Regions from separate parts of the Gossypium raimondii genome. Here region 1 is linked to region 2. Evidence: chromatin contacts called from public Hi-C data. All regions are on one chromosome and are shown on one strand. The core of a region is the stretch at or near the end of the contact, and the rest is flanking DNA. Distances in the headings are between cores, read along the strand shown.

Region 1 (2,700 bases), core at 133-2,632, 210 kb before region 2:
CTGTAATGCTTGCAGTGATCACTTCTGTCACTGATAGACCAACAAAAGCCCATGCATACTGTGTAGACAAATTCCCAAGGCTGAGAACCACCCCGCCGGCCATCGCAAACAAAATGGAAGGCCAGTTATCCTGCATCAATCACCATTAAAAGACTGCGATAGTCTACATTCAGAGTCTCAATTCCACCATGAAAATGGAGGGGACTAACCTGAGATAGTTGAGCAATAAAATTGGGTTTCTCAGGAGTGCTGCTGCCAATTTCACCAAATGTTAAAGCAATAATAACAGCAGCCAAGAGGTTTGTCATTGTATAATCAAGGTAAGTATGTTGAGGAAGACGACCTCGACGTTCGAGTAGCGTCATAATAGCAGGCCATGTGCCTAAAAAGAACAATGCCAGAAGCATACAGGCAATGGCACCTCCTTTGCTTTCCACCACATACATTTTCAAACCACTACAAATGATCCTCTCAATTGGTAGATATATCAGAGATGCAGTGCCTGCAAAATCCTGTTATAAACAAGAAGTTTTAGAGTCCAATCTAATCTTTCATTTGAGCAAAGTTTAGTTAATTTTCTTGGCTATTAAGCCCTATATGTCCCAAAACTATTACAACACCATAGGTGAGGCTCCAAGAAGCTTGCAATTGGTGAAAGAAAGAAGCCTCTATCTGAGTAGGCAAAAACACATGCACAGAGAAGACATTGCTATAAAACCAGATTGGCCTCCTTAGAAATAATTGGTTTAAAGCTCATATTTAAGAAAGATAAAGCTTCATAATTCCCAGAAAAGAAAAACATGGAATATGCAAATAAACAAACAACAATAGAGTATGCTCTGTGGGGAAAAACAGATCCAGAATTGGTAATCAAAAGTCAACGGAACAAAGAAACCAAAGAAAAATTCCAGCAACAACTCAAATTCCTGAAGTATGAACAGCATGTTTGTTATGAATTAGACACTTACCATATGCAAATCATAGGGAAAAGCAAAAGGGTATGAAAATAAGTGACCAAATAAGGTAGACCACCCAGAGTCCCAACAATAGTCTAGTTATCAAATAAACTATAATAACCCAGAAAAGTTCAGTAGGCCACACATGAATACACATGATATCAGAATGATATGATTGTTTGAAGTTTTTACCTTAACCAGTTTAATGGCAAGAAACTGTGACTCAGAGAATTGTGCTAAAGCAAAGCTGAGATACGTGCAGATTCAAGGAAAATAACAAACGACAAAGAAGAATATAGAAATTAAAAGGGTGGAAAGGCCGCAAGTAAACTAAAAAAAGGGGAATGTGAAACCTCAGTAAGAGATTCCCTTTAGATTCAGACTCTGATAAGGATACCTTAACTCCTTGCAAATGATTTTCAATGGTTGGTTGGCTTAGGCATAGACTATCGCTACTTACTGTAAAGTCAATATGGGGCTTTATTTAATTGCATAACATCCAAAATTATTGTCAAATAACAACAAAGAAATAAGAATGTGTACTTAACAAATAATCAAAAACAAAACTTTCGAAAAAAAAAAACCCATCAAAGCACCACCTAGAATAAAAGAAAGCAGAAAATTACTCTGCAATAGTACTTTTGGTTTATACGTTTAAATTATTAAATGGTAGAAAAATAATACAATAAATCTTTATAAAAAACAAATAACTAACAACAGAAACGAAACCACCAAATTTCATACATTAAACAATTATCATATATATATCTTTCAATTTTGTGCTAAGAAAGAAAAAAAAGAGAATTCCCATATATTAAACTAATTCGGTCAATTTGAATGATTACCGATCTAATTAAACGTTAAAAAGAAATTAGTGCCTAATGTGGTAAAGGTTTTCTCATGAGTAAATTATCGATTTTTTATGAGTCCTTATTATTAGGCATTCCCTTTATGGGTTAGCCATGAATGTGTAGAAGAAGCAGTATATTGTATCCTTGTATCAATCAAAATAATATTTTATAATTTTGTAATTTTTATAATTAGTTTACTATTTTTAAATAATTATAATGTTTATATAAATAATATATAAATTGCTTAAATTTTATTCCAAATATAATTAGTTGTATAATATTTTAAATACTTTATATATATATTTTAAATTTAAATTAGCTTTTTGGAAGAAAAAAAACCTAATTTATTGAAAGAAGTTTAAATTTTCTATACATTTTAATTAAAAACTGTAGGATGTTTTAACATATTTTAATCACTTTTTAAACATTTAAGTAAAAATTCTAATAATTTCAAAAAGTTTTGAATAAGTTTGTTAAAGTTTTTAAAAATTCTGTTAAAAATTTCAATGTACAAGACATTTTAAAGAATAATTTAATTTAAAATTTTAAACATATTAATTTAAAATATTTTCAAAATATTGAGAATGTTAAAATAAACTGTTTTAACTCTCAAATTTATTAAAGTGTTTATGGAAATATGTAAAAGTAATCTATAAAATTATTTTTAAAAATATAACATTGTCTATGTGCTAAAATATTTAACTTTTTTTTACAGTTTTTAAACATAAAAGAAAAGAAAAACATATACTTTGAAGTGTTTATGATAAGCTTCCATTTATTTTCATATATTCCTACTTTTATTTTGCCAAATTGTTCAATATTAATTATAAATTAGACTCATAAGACTTTTTTAAACAAAAGCTCATATATAATTTAGTAAAGACTAAAGAGTA
Region 2 (2,700 bases), core at 97-2,596:
AAACGTTTCTCACCCAAATCTGAAATTTGAACTTACCCGAATGAATGCAAGAGATTTGTCGAAGTGTTTCTCATTGTAGGAAAATGTATCACACTTGCCGTAATAAAACATCCAACAAGACTGAATTCATAAGCCTTTTTTCTGCAACTCAAATCCATGAGAAAATTGCCAAACCTCTTCTTTACTCAACTTAGCAAGGTTTTTTTTTTTCCATTTTCGAAAGCAAAAATAGCAAAAGGCAAAGGTGGCATAAAAAATAAAGAAATCAAAAGGAACAAAAGACTTGCTACTGTGAACAAACAAAGAGAGACGAAAAACGTGCTACTGTGAGCCAACTTTTGTTCATGCGCATTAAGTTTTAAAAACAATTAAACTTCATAAATTTATAATAAAATTTAGATGTTGCAATATATGAAAATCAGCTGTAAGTGTGAAGAGACAATGAAACCATGTGGTCCCAACTTTTCCTTATTATAGTGACCTTTTCTTCTTTCACTCTTTCTCTTCTTCAGCCATTGGTTATAAACATCATATTTCCACCATTATAATTATGCTAAACTCACACAATCATATGATGTTTCTCCTTGTGAGGTTTTTAGGGTTCCTATTTTTGATTAATTTTGAGAGTCTTATCAATAATTCCAAAAGGGGAAATCTCATACCTTTAGATGCATAAAAAAATCGATAAAATATAAAGAATTAACTCCTCCAATATACTTAAAAAAAACTAGATTATTGGATTAGTATGTAATTTTATTTTTATTGATATTTATGAATTAAATTTACTACCATGCTTTAATTGTGCATCGAATGTTGCCATTTTACTTGATTAAATTTTACCACTAAATTTTGGTTTTATTAAACTTTACTGTTCAATTTTAATTTAGAATAATTTGAACACAAAATTCAATGAAAATATTTTTATATCTTATTTTAATATTTAACAATAATATAATATTAAAACTTATTTTATATATTTCTATTCTTCAAGTATTTATTTAATTAAATACAAAATTTTCAGTTAATTTATTAAATTTTTAATATTTTTAAATAAAAAAATAAAATATTTCAAATAATCAAAATTAGAATTCAGCAGTAAAATTTAAGGTAAAGAAATTCTAGTGGAACCATTGATATAGCTGTAATTGGGATGAAATTTTGACGAATTACTAAGGTATTCCAAATTTAGAGGTAAGGAAGCCCAAGGTCTCTTATTTCCCCATGAAATCTACCAAAATAATGGGCCGTACCAATCGTGGCACAAACAAAACAAAACTTGGAATGGGAAGTATATTTCGGATCCAGCCCAAGAAAGGGGAAAAAATATTAATAGTTCAAATTTTGAAGTTTAATCTGAGATAGTATAACTAATTTCACCTACTGGTGTTTGTTTTTACGACTGCAGAAAAGTAATTAAAGAGGGGATGGAGGGTGGAAGAGAAAAAGAAGAGGAACAAGATGGCGTTTCCGTACATTCTCCTTGCAAAGCTCCGCCGTCCTCCGCCTCTTCTCTTCCTAAGGTTTCTCTCGCCGTTTCGTTTTTTCTCCGTTTTATGCAATTAGTTATCACTTTTTTTTTGTTGATTTTTATTTAAATTTTATATTTATCTGTTGATTTATTAGGAGCAACAGGAGGTGGAATTGGAGCTCAGGCTATTGGAAGCACTTGAAATTTATCCTCCCGTCAAATTACGAGGCACGTTCATCGCTTCTTCTTCTTCTTCTTTTTTTTTAAAATTTGTTAATTGTTTTTTTATAGGGAGAAGTTCTTTTGTATTTCAGTTTAAATATTGATTCTTAGGAGTTATCTGGAAAAAAAATGAATTGAATTTTCTTTTTCTGGATTCTAATTGTGAAGTTTTATTGGAAATTTGTATTTATGATTCAGTTTGTGAATTACTTTTTAACATGCTAGTGATGTGATCAATTCAAATGTTGATTCCTTTAATTTTCTTATTGCTGTGGTGAAAAATGGTTAAGCAATATTTTCAGCAAAAACCTTTAATGAATATGTATTTAGCTGGTAATTGCAGTAAAAAGGTCAGCTTTTTATTTCTGTAGTTGACTTGATTCTGTATTTGATCTGGTAGTTTTAGAACCTAATGGTGTTTTTCATGTCAATGAGACATTGGCCAAATGGCAAGGTTGAGGCATTAGGAACTTCTAGGTTCCAAGTTCAAGTCCCTCATGTGTAAATCATGTATGCGCAAGTTAGTTTGATTGTTGACTTAATTGTTCAGTTCAGTGCTTGTAATGATTGATTTCGATGGAAACTGTTGATATACTTGTAAATTGTAACTTCAAAAACAAATGGTGCTTCATGTATATTGTTTATAGGCCAATGTTAAGCTTTCAAACCTTAGAGCTACTTCAGTTGTTCAAATAACTTATATGTGGTTAATTATTTGGTGCATTTAGCAGTTAATGCACATTTTTATGGTAAAATAACTAGGATTCATTTTGGTCTTTAACAATCTACATTAATGCATAACTTTGAATCTAATTTGCTTCTCCGCAGGCGTGCATCGCCACTTTGTCCTCTATGGTCTGATGGAATTCCTGAGGAAAAGGTTTGTTCTGCCTCTTGTTCTTGCTGCTCCGAACTGATCCCCTCTTTCGATCCTGTTCTTTCATTTTTGTTTCTTTCATTTTTACTTATCGTTTTGCTAAATTTTGTCACAGCCTGGACCGGCATTTTTC

Evidence for each region. Hi-C and Micro-C count contacts between places; a contact is called where the count stands out from the background.
Region 1: a contact with region 2 is called in a Hi-C map of leaf, with 2.9 times the contacts expected there. The contact joins the promoter of LOC105783142 here to the promoter of LOC105784317 in region 2. A contact is called at or near these places in 2 of 2 Hi-C or Micro-C datasets (both in leaf).

Annotation. Positions count from the first base shown.
Region 1 is chr13:15,288,236-15,290,935 of ASM2569854v1, reverse strand. It overlaps LOC105783142 (ureide permease 1), which reads right to left and starts at 1,382. Exons shown (of 8, transcript XM_012608388.2): 1 at 1,149-1,382; 2 at 210-512; 3 at 1-130. The coding sequence starts at 446.
Region 2 is chr13:15,076,465-15,079,164 of ASM2569854v1, reverse strand. It overlaps LOC105784317, which reads left to right and starts at 1,346. Exons shown (of 5, transcript XM_012610165.2): 1 at 1,346-1,520; 2 at 1,624-1,696; 3 at 2,519-2,570; 4 at 2,683-2,700. The coding sequence starts at 1,425.